Regions from separate parts of the Gossypium hirsutum genome. Here region 1 is linked to region 2. The links are chromatin contacts, called in public Hi-C maps. All regions are on one chromosome and are shown on one strand. Each heading gives the region's core, a stretch centred on a gene start, on an enhancer-like site or on the middle of the called end of the contact. The rest is flanking DNA. Distances are from core to core; before and after follow the strand shown.

Evidence for each region. A called contact is a pair of places that touch in the nucleus more often than the background predicts.
Region 1: a Hi-C map of leaf shows a contact between it and region 2, with 2.5 times the contacts expected there. The contact joins the promoter of LOC107950750 here to the promoter of LOC107950745 in region 2. A contact is called at or near these places in 6 of 34 Hi-C or Micro-C datasets (anther, leaf and seedling).

What each region holds. Positions count from the first base shown.
Region 1 is chrD03:33,523,417-33,529,698 of Gossypium_hirsutum_v2.1, forward strand. It overlaps LOC107950750 (COP1-interactive protein 1), which reads left to right and starts at 3,782. Exons shown (of 4, transcript XM_016885702.2): 1 at 3,782-3,968; 2 at 4,451-4,508; 3 at 5,818-5,989; 4 at 6,094-6,282. The coding sequence starts at 5,896. It overlaps LOC107950749 (COP1-interactive protein 1), which reads left to right. Exons shown (of 3, transcript XM_016885701.2): 2 at 471-652; 3 at 1,332-3,126. The coding sequence starts at 625. The coding sequence ends at 2,959.
Region 2 is chrD03:33,379,021-33,384,737 of Gossypium_hirsutum_v2.1, forward strand. It overlaps LOC107950745 (ethylene-responsive transcription factor CRF1), which reads left to right and starts at 2,731. Exons shown (of 1, transcript XM_016885698.2): 1 at 2,731-4,647. The coding sequence starts at 3,336. The coding sequence ends at 4,319.

The sequences.
Region 1 (6,282 bases), core at 2,532-5,031, 150 kb after region 2:
CTTTTTGTTGCACTATTTGATCTGATTATGTATCAAAATCAACGATATTTCCGGCCCATAACAATCTCCTATTAGGAATTTTGACTAGGTTGTGTTCTAATTAATGAATTCATAATGCAGATATGTCAAGAATGCACATGGAAGGATTTGACAGGCATGTCTTATTACTTGTTTCCAAGGTCAAAATTTTGCCAGACTTTGAATTTTAAAGAGTTTGGTTAAATGCCTGGTGAACCGTTCTTGTGTAAAAGATGAATTAGCTTACTTCTTTTATGACTTTGCTTATGATGAAATGCACATTTTTGGTATTGGCTAGGGAGGAATAAAACTAAGGATAAAGTGTAAACCATCTAAAAAAATAGTGAATGCACAAGCTGTTTTTGAGGATATGCTTGATTTAGGACTTTGTTATGTTTGAATGTGTCAATGTGAAAAATAATTTACTAATGCTATGTCACCTTTATTTTCAGATATTTAGCTTGATGTGTTTGAGATGGAGCATGCATTTTTTGGCTTGGGGATCCATTCTTTAAGTTCGCAGCAAATTTCATATTGGAGAAGAAGCAAAAAAGCCAGACAACGACCTCTAAGGGTTGTTATCCTGATACACAAAAGTTCAGAACAATGGAGCAAGTGGAAGTGATTAAGCCAGGTTTGTAAAAGCTGATGAAAACCCGAAAATATGCACACATTGTTTGGCTGAAAAACCAAATTTTGCACCCTCGGTAATATACCCCCGTGTTACCTTCCTTTTATCATCCTCTTACATTATTTTTGTAGATTCAAAGATAACATGAGATAAGGATTCAGCAGTCGAGACTTCTATATCCATTTCATGCCAATATAGGCACATTTTCTTTTTGTTCCTCAATGTAAATCTTAATGGATGCATGTCTGCAAAGTTATGTGCATTTTTGGCTAAAGATTAGGCACTAGTCAGTGAAAAGTTAAAATCCCTTTGTCATCCTCAAGTAGTTGTATTGAAACTGTAGTGTTGCATTCACCATTTTTATGTTTCCTCAAAATCGAGGTTTGGGAATCTGCTTATAACCTTTGCCCTCTAGAGAAAAACTTGACAGTGCCTTGTAGTATTATCCTGTTTCTAGTATCGTACGAGTTATGACTGTCAGCTTATTAGTAATTCTTTGTCATTGTTTAATGTCAATTGCTTTTGTCAAGTCTCCTGATTTGCGTTCGTTGTTGTATTGATTCCGTGCTGTAAGATCTCAGGTGCTTTTGACTAAGATAATGTAAGAGTTTTAACATTTTCTTCCATACATATTTCATTTGATGTTGATGTATCAGATTCAGAATTTCCCTGTTTTTCACAGATGTTGAAAAGAGAGTAGAAAGAATCTTGAAGCTCATCAAGAGGAAAAGCAGGAAAAGGGAGCTAGAACTTATTGGGCATGTTGAGGAGTTTTACAGACAGTACCAGTCACTCTCTGCGCAATATGAACATCTTAAACGAGAGTCCGTAGAGAAAGTTCTCAAAGGAAAAGGAAAAGGAAACGAAAGTCATCCCTATTATTCATCTGGCTCAGACTCAGAATATTACTCCCCTACGGATAGAGAAAATGACACTGACACAACATTTGATAATGATAGAAGATTCCATAGATGGATGGCAGATAACATCAAGGAAGAACTTAATCGTGCATATGAAGAAGATGCTGACTTGAAGCACCAATTGGCCTCTAAGACCGAAGAGAGCGAAGCTTTAGCTTCAGGTCATCTGTCTGCTTCAAGTAAAACAGAAGAAATAGAAACCATCAACAAAGATGAGCCTAAAAGAGATTCTGAAGTTGGGATTGATGGTAAGACAGCTGAAACTAAACAGCAAGGAGAGACAAATACCGCAATGTATGTGCCGGTTTGGGAGGAAGGAGATGAAGTAACTAAACTCATGAAGCAACTCAAAGAAAATGAAAAGAACCTAACATCTAGAATCAACAATTCAATGGCACAGGTCTGCAATCTGAAAAAGGAAGTGGACTATTTACGTGCCCAACAATGTGAAGCCAGAGGAAATGTAATGAAGCCGGAATTAGAGGTTCAAGTGAAAACTCTGAAAGAGGAAAACCAAGGCTTACAGGTGCAGGTGATCGACTTGGAATCGGAGGTTGATGCTCTACGCAAACAGAAAATTACATCCAAAGATGAATTGAGGAGTAATGTTCATGAAATCAATCGATTGAAAGAGGAAAATGCTCACCTGAATTCAAGAATTCTAGGACTGGAAGCACTATTTAGAGAGAGGAGACTTGAGGACTGCCAAACTAAAAGGGAAAAACAAACAACTCAGATGAGTACAGAGGTTAAGTTGGATCATGTGACGGAGAAAAACCAAGTGGAGTTACAGATTGCAGACCAACAGAGAATGATGAAAGAAATAGAAGAACATACTAGGAAAACCATGGAACGTAACCCAAAGCTTATCAAACAATTATCTGCAGGAAACAAGTTAAATTACATAGAAAGAAAGATGGGGAATTTAGCACAAGAATTCTACCAGAAACTCAATGATAACATCCGTCTTCTGTGCTTAAGGATCGCGGTTGCTGAAAAAACACATTACGAAAACAAAGAGAATTACAAGAACATAAAAGAAAGTTTAGAGCAAGAAAACAAAGAACTGAAACAAAAGCTTGTTACTTGTGAAACTGAGTTGACGAAGCTGATAGATAATGCAGAAAAGAAAAGGGAAAATGACAAGGTATCGAATTCAGAAGAAGGACAAAAGTTGAAGCTATTGAAAGCTGTGAGTGTGCTTGAGAAAAAAGTGGGAGAATTGGAGAAGATTAATAAAGAAAAAGATGCGACATTGTTGAGTCGAGAAGAAGAAAAGAGGGAAGCCATAAGGCAGCTTTGTTTGTTGATTGATTATCATCGTACCAACTGTGATTATCTCAAGGAATTGGTCTCAAAGTTGACTGTTAGAATCAAGACAAAGATATGAACTTTTTAAAATTTAAGATTTTTTCTTCTTCTTTTCAAATGTTTAAATTCATTCTTTTTTAGAGGAAAGTAACACTGTCTGAACTGTCACCAGTACATTGTTTCCATCTAATAAGTCTATTTACTTTATTCATTAATTTTTGTAAAAAAAAAAGAAGAAAATTCTTACATTCTTATCTAGTTTTATTCTTATTCATCGATTTTTATATTTGGTCAATTGAATATTTTTAGGGTGGTGTTTGACAAGAAGAATAGTTAACAGTTATAGGTAACTTTTCCTTTTTAACTTATTGTAAAATTTCTTATTTTATTCACCAAAAAGAAAAAACACTAATGTAATTTAAATAATGTATTAAAAATATGGTAATTATTTTATCCATGGTCTGCGGCCATCAAAATTGGAATATATTTTTTATATATTCAATTTTTAATTTTTTTATTATATTCTATATTCATCTTATTTTATTGGTGAATTTTCTTTAAAAATAGTTAATAAAATTATAAATTATGGTATTAATTATGATAAATGCTTCTGGGTCAAAAGAAATTATTACTATAAGTAATATAATTAATAAAATCCTTATTTTTGCGGTAACTATCAGTCAACGACATTCAAATAAATGCGAAAATTGAAAACACCAAAAAGCACGGGAAAATTTTAATTATTTCTTTCCGATTAAAAGGAATCAAATCATCTCGCGTTTTCTTCTGACGAGAAATTGAAGGGAATAGAAGGGTATAACTGCAATAAATAATAAATGGAAGGGTAAGTTAATTAATTATTATTAAAAGAATTTCCAAAGATTCAATCTAAAGCTACAAACTGGCTCAGGAAAGTGCACTCTCTAAATCTAATACAAACAAATTCATTTTCTCCATTTATTCCTTTTCACTGCTAATTTTTTTTCTCAATTCAGAGGGAAAAAAAAAAAAACAACCCACAGCCTCTCTTTTCTCAGATTTTTTTCTGGTTCTTCTTCGTAATCAAGCCTTATAGCTCTGCTTCAGAGGTAATCTTTGATTATCAAATGATTTTTCACCACTGTAGTTTCTGTTTCGATTACATAAACTCTAGTTTTTATCGAAATCTTTGATCTTTAGTAGTTCAATTTTAGTTATCTGTGTTTTTTTTCATGATTTTTGTAAAATAAATTAAGCTTTCATCCATTCGTTTTCTTAAACATAAATCTAACTTAGGATTCTCTTTTCCTCGTTGAAAATTTTCTTGTATTAGTGTATATAGATTCCCAAAAATCCACGTGGTTTTGATTTTTTTAAGAAATAGAATTGAAAATGATTTGAGATCATGAATTTGAATTCAAGTAAATGAAGTTCTTCTTCTTCCTCACTTTTTTCTTTTTGCCTTTTTCAAAAATCTTCCAGATTTTTCTACTTTTTGAACTTTTTGCTTACATCATCTTAGATTCGATTATTAATGTTAAATTCATTCTCTTTAGATTTGAACTAAAAAAATATCTATTTGCTTCTGTAGAAACTTATCAAAGCTTCATAAGCAAGACTGAGAGAACAAGGTGAAGAGGAAGAATCAGGTGAATAATACTGTTTATTTTTTAACGAGTTTTTTTTTTTTGTTACAGTTACAGTTTATTACCTTTTTAAATTTTAGCAATAGTATTTCCTCTTTTTCATATTATACTATAAAAGGTTTTTGAGTAATTGAGTGATAAATTGACTGGGAATTACCGTATGTTTCGAAAAAAAAAAGAAGAACAGCTGACCTTTTCTTTTTCCAAATCAATTTATCAAATTTACGAATGGGTGATACTGATGATAAGATATCCATTCGGTTACGACGACGACGTTTTTGTTTCTTGTAATAATATAATTAAAATCATTAGTCTTGTTTATTAGCATGCTTAAAAATTAGAAAATTCTTTTTTGTTGGTTTTAGATTGTCATTTTGAGCTTGATTACCCCAAACAAAAACAAAAACAAAAAGAGCTTGGATTTGATATTTCAATTGTTTCTTTCTGCTTGGAAGTTTTTATGTGTTAGGATAGTTGATTTCATTGGTTGTCTGTGGTAAGGGAGTAACGATTATAGTGATAGACATGATAGGATTACGCAATATAAATAAATTAAATTAAACAAGACATAATGGATTTATATTTGATGCAGTGACACATCATCTAAAAATGAATATAAGTGGATTTATTTTTAAAAATTTTAGATGATGTGCAAATATGTGATTCATTGACAATACATAAAATTATATACCGTTGCATCAAATCTTAATTCTATATAAATTTCATTCAAGCAGACAATTTCGAAATTTGTATTATATGAATTATCGACTATCAAATTCATATGTCAAGTATCACACGATTAAACATGAGGACAGGACAATTCAACAGTAGTAAACCATTTTCGGCCCATGTATGGTACTGGTTCTTGGACCATTATACCTTACATTCTATAACTTTGTAGGAGAGGTTTGTGAATTAGCATTTATTGAAAACTTAATGTTCACTTGCTTAGTAGGTGAAAAAGATAGAAAAGGTAGGCATTAATGATTTGAGATCATGGAAACAAAATATTGGTGGATTTTGTTGTTGATCTTTCAGGATTGTTCGGAATTAACCCTGTTTACAATGCAATACTTTGGGATTTAGTAATTTTAACCCTGTTTATTAAAGAACATGCTGTATAGAATATGACGGACTGACTCGAGACTCTTTGAGTATTAAAGGAGGGTCTACTGTTTAAATCTTGAGAATTGTTGTTTTGACTATTTGTTTTTTCTTGAAACATTGTGTTCAACATTCGTATCTGAGTGTAAGTAAATGGATATGGCATGAGAAAACTTAGAGCGTCATTAACCTTTATCCTGCTTGTCAGATTTTATGCTCAAGATGGAGATTTGCCTTGTCTTAACGCACACTTGCTGAGCAAAATTTGTTGGGTAATCTAACTAAGATGAGAAAGCATCGTTTTAGGGAGTCTATGAAGTCCTTCTTTGGGCATCATGTTGATCCAGAAAAGGATGAACTGCTTAAAGGAAGTAAAATAGGTAATTGTTCTACATTTTAATGTCTTTTTTTTTGGATGTTCTGAAATGCTACCGCTCTCAATTTAACAGGATTTTCCGTTTATGTTTTATTCTCTTCACTGCAGAAATTGATGACAAGGTGACAAAAATATTGAAGCTCATCAAAGATGAAGAAAATGACTCCAAGAAGGAACCGCTTGTCCAGTTAATTGAGGATTTCCACAAACGCTACCAAAGTCTATATGAACAATATGATCATCTCACAGGGGAGCTGAGGAAAAAAGTTCATGGAAAACGAGAAAAAGATGCCTTGT
Region 2 (5,717 bases), core at 1,481-3,980:
CTTGTCAGATTCAATGTAGACTACACATGCAAGACCCAGCAAAAATTCATATTATACTTTTCTGAAGTCGGTTTCATAGTTTATTCGATTTCTACAAAAATATCTAGCATAAACAATATACATGCAGGAGTTAGTTTAAGGAGTCACCTGACAACCATGAGCAGCAACTTGAACTCTAAACCCAACAAGGAATTGTAGCAACCACTGCTTATAAATCAGAAGAACACTATTAAAACTCATTCGTGACTTTTACCATCATCACAAACCCAAATAAGCCTTATACTAAGCATTAATTCTTTATCTTACTGTTCATGCATTCTTACAGACCTACTCTTCCATAGCATAACATGTAGAGTCATAAAACTTCCTTTAACATGGAGCAATCACTTATAAAATTCAGAATCTCAACTTCAGCTTAGAGAAATACCTTCGGTTCCTTAAGCCTCAGATAACCTTGTCTTAGAAGAAAGAAGAAGAAAACTCCCCTTTCCTAAATTTGAATATCTATTATTATAATATAAGTTCTTATTGGAACTTGATAAATGTCACATCATTAATGAATTGTCTTATCAAAAGTCTACAACTTCCGAGAAACCTAATTGAGTATTCTTTTAACTATTCTGGTTCACATTCAATTTGTTCCTAACCAGCTTACCTAGCAACTTAACTTCCATAATGCCACAATTAAATGGTGTACTATCCCTGAATTGAACTCATATTCTTGGTATCAATTTTACTTGGTCGCTAATCTTATTCTAACTATCATAGCCACTTGACAAGGAATCTTTATTAACTTAACCACAAAACTATACACGCCCGCTCTATACGCTGAAAGATGCACTCGGACGGAGCCTACTCCACCAATCATACTACCTTAGAGCTATGCGCCAAACCTTGTATCCGCCAGAACCGGGATGTTACAAGAGTTGTACATGGGTCGGGTTCAGGTTGGGCCCTAACAAAATTTTAGCCCGAGCTAGTCCAAAAAAATGGGCCTAAATTTTTGTCCAAGTCTGGTCCGAATAAAAATGCTAAAATCCGGGCTTGACCATCTATATTAATTTTTTAAATTTAATTTTTATATAAAAATTAAAAAATATAATACACCAAATACACTAAAAATATTAAAATAAATGTTTCGTAACAAATTGAAAATAAATTTAAAAAAATATTTATACTTAAATAACACTAAGATAAATGCAACTTAACAAGCAAATGTCTCTAAAATAGTAGTAAAATTAACGATAAAACTAGTGTTATATAATATTCAAACATTAACAACACAATAATAGTAACATAATAGTGAAATGGTGGCAAAAAGTGGGAAAATAGCAGCAAAACAGTTGGCGGTTTTTAATTGTAAATTCGGTCTGAGGCTGGGCAAAAAACGTTACCTGAGGCTTGACCCATTTTCTAAGCAGGCCTTTTTTTTGCCCTAGCCTATTTTTCGAGCTTATATTTTTACCCAGAACCTCTTATTTTTCGAGTAGATCAAGCTAGGTGTCCGACCCATGAACAACTCTAGCACCTACCACCAATAGGAGGGGAGAGAGAGAGAGAGAGAGAGAGAGAGAGAGCAGCAAGTAACATAAGGTTAGGCAACATCATTGCACCTTCGACATGTACACCTTGAGTATGGAATGCCATGTCGGATGTCGCAGTCAGGCTCTAAACAAAGTGTCAAAAGCCACCATGAACCCTAACATGAAAAACGAAGAAAACCTAAGGACGCCGGTATTAATCTAGCTATTAGATTCATAGAGCTTTAGAGTTGACATCGATAGAGACAGTCGAAAAAGAAACCTAACAATCATAAAAGGAAACAAGGGGCCAAATTAGAAGAAAAAAAAAAGAAGAAGAGAAAAATCTTGAAGAATACTGTTTGAAATTTGATGGATAATTAGTATTCAGACATTTGAATGTTTTATAATATTTTTTTCCCTCGAGTGAAAAATTATCTTGAAAAATGGCATAAAATATCTTCAACACTTAATTGCTTATTTGAAAATTCAAAAAATGTGTGTAGTTAGGCATGCTACTTCCTTTTCATCTATTCAAAGAAACGTATATTTCATACATCAATTATGGCTTCAATAGGTACTTCCATCAAATTTCATTACAATACAAATTTTCAATTAATTTTTGGAAAAATCAATTTGAAGAACACAATTATTCTTTAAGTAGATTTCGAAATAATTATTTTTATACAAAGTGTTTAGAATTATTTATAATCCTTTTAAATAGGAGAATAAAAGTGGTTGACCGCATTTGAACTCTTATTCTCTTATATTAATAATAATATCAATACTAACTGAGCTAAGACTATTAAAGATGAATTTGAAGAAGTTAATAAAAGCGGTATTACAATTGAAACGTGAACGGCCAGTTTGGAATACAAAATTTAATAGCTAATGATGATTAAGTTAAGACGTAACCATTATTATGACTGGTCATTGTTGTTATTCGTAGTGTTTTCATTAACCTTTGGGAGAAATAATTACAAAAATTTTCATCAATATCAACAAACTGGATTACACCATACATATCTGTCTAAACACTAATAGTTGAGAAATAATCCAAACCCGAAAATCAAACAAAACGGCAAATGAACCCACGATTATTATATAATTGTCTGCAAAAAATTCTCTTTTGTTTAACTTATATAATCAAAATGAGTTACCTTCAATTAAAAAACCCAACTTGATTAGTGGAATATATATAGAGACAAGTTGAATACTCTGTTTTCATATTTCAGCTCTGCTTCACTCTTCTTTCTTATCAAATTTTCTGGTCCCTCTCCATAACATTTCTTCTTTCTTTTTACTTTTCTGGACCAAGTATCCTCAAAAATCAAGTTGGGTTCTTTATTTCTTTTAAGACTTAGATTCCAAAGTTACCAAAAAATAGCTAATTTATGCTCTTAGTTAAGTGACTGTGAACAGCACTGTTCTTTTTTTTTTCTGAGAGAGATATTTATTCTCTATCTCTTTTTCCACAAAAGCCATTTGCTTGCGTTTGCTATCCCCTTTTTTTTTTAAGCTCTGCAACTTTTTTGCTTACAAAAATTTCGTCTTTTTTGGCTCACTCTTGGTTTTCTCGTCGTTTGATGAACTTTTTGATGAAGAGATTAATGGTGGATTTCTCTTCGTTTCAAGCTTCTCTTTAACGTGGTTGTTCTTTCTTTCTTTCTTTTAGTTCTTCAGCTTTCCCTTTATTCTCCTCGTGTCTCGACTCTCAAAGCTCAAAGGAATCTCTTTCCTTTTGATCTTCCTTTTTATCTCACTTCATACTCTTACTTAACACCACAAAAAAAAAACCAGAAAAACCCAGAAAAAATGGATCCTTGTTCAGTTTCTTTAATCAAATACACTGAGCATCGCAATGAAACTAAGCTCCTTTCGCCATTGGTAAATGGAAGAGTCGAGAATAAGCCAGAAATGAAGCCTCGAATTGTACGAATTTCAGTTACTGATGCTGATGCTACTGATTCTTCTAGCGACGATGAAGAAGAAACACGAATGATACGACGTCGTTCGAGGAACAGAGTCAAGAAGTTCGTCAACGAGATTACCATTGAGTCAACAAATCCCACAGAGTCGAGGTGTGTTCGAAAAAAGCCGGCGGCGGAGAAGTTAAAAGTTAAAGCGGCGGCGAAAGTACCGGCGGGGAAGAAGTTTAGAGGGGTAAGGCAACGACCTTGGGGAAAATGGGCAGCGGAGATAAGAGATCCGTTAAGACGTGTGCGGTTATGGTTAGGTACCTATAACACCGCCGAAGAAGCAGCAATGGTTTACGACAAAGCGGCTATTCAGCTACGTGGACAGGACGCGCTCACCAACTTTACAACTCCTCCGATGAAAGACGAAAACATCAGCCAAAAACAGTTATCCAGCTCCGATTACAACTCCGGCGAAGAATCACACAACAGTTACCTTTGCTCTCCGACTTCCGTTCTCCGTTGCCCTTCGCTTTCCATCGACGAAGTCGATTCTCAAAGCTTCGAAAAATCGCGCGAAACCAGAAACCGACCTCGAGACGTCCCCGACGATTCTTGCTGCATATCGGGAGAAAACTTATCGGATTTCTCCGAACATTCATCCTTGTTCCCCGGCGACATATTCAGTTCGGTGCCGAGTTTGTTCGACGATCATACAAGTTTACACGAAGGGTTTTTGAAAGATGATTTTGGTTACTGGTATTTGAGTTCGGGTGGGGATTTCGAATTCGGGTTTGGTACCTTCTCGAGCTGGCCACATGTAGATGATCATTTCCAAGACATCGGGGATTTGTTCGGGTCGGATCCTCCGTTAGCCTTTTGACAGTGTTTTTTTTTATTGTTCTTTTCCTTCTTTACCCCTCGTGTAATGCCGGTTTTACGGTAAGTTTTGTATCGGCGGGAACTGAAAATACCGTGTGTGTTTTTTAATTTATTTTATTTCTCAGATAATTTTTATGTTTTTTATTAATTGCTAATGAGAGTAATTAAACATCTCCGTCACAGTAACGGTGACGGACTAGTTAGGCTACGTGTTTCCTTGTCTGAGAGGGCTGTCATTTATGTTTTTTCGTTGTTCTTGTTGTTTTTACGAAGGCACATGTTGCTGCACGTGAGTGGAACATATTGGAAGGTTTTTTCTTTTTGGGTAATACTACAATAAATGTTCTAGAACTTAAATTCTTAATGAACTGAAGGTCACACGTGATGTGTAACGGGTCAAATATGTTTTACTTTAAAAAGTTATTACACTATTAAATATTTTAATTTAAACGAAAACTCAGATTTTAGAATATGAGTGAATGAAAAATGTAGTACTAAAATTATATTTATAAAAAAAATAACCAATAGTTGAATTAAAAGGTAAGACAAATAAAGTGATTATAAATAAATCGAGATTTAGTTTTTAGTTGTTTTATTTAAATATTTCATATAAAAATAGTAAAAGATAAATATATTATTTTATTAAAAATGGATTTTGAGCATTCTTCTAATTGAGTTGGTGTCAACTTGACTTATAACACAAATTCAGTTAAACACGTTATATATAGTATAGATGTGGTGGATGTATCAATTTGATGTATTAACTGAGTAAACATGATTAAGAAGAAAATTAGTGTTGCAATCCTATAGTACAACCTAGTGAGTTAACTAGATTATTGATTTAGGAAACTAATTAAGATTTTAGGTTCAAATTTTATTATGTGTATATTTTTTTAGCTTTTATATGAAAAATAAAATAAAATAAAATAAAGAAGACAAAATCACCCTCATAGTAATATTTATTACTTTGTAGAAAGAATGAACTTTTGATAATTTTTCAACTAAACTGGAATTGATTAATGGGTGACATCAACTCAATTGAACATGTAAAAGATAATATATATTCAAGGATAATTAGGTAATTTCCTTCCTATTGCACCCTATACTTATCCCATGCGATAATAAGTAAAATGTTAAAATATATTTCAAGTCTTTGTACATTTCATATATTTGGAATTTAATCTCTCTATTTTTACTTCCAAGAATCTAGTCTCTATATTTTTTAGAATTCAAAATTCATATTCAATTACTAATGCCTTAAAAAAATTCTATTAAATTCATTGATATCACATTTGAAAATAGTAAAATACTCAACCCATAGCCATGTACCAAACATGGCGTTACAATAAACCTAAATTTAACATAAGAATTTTAATAGTGTTAATAATATGATTTGCAT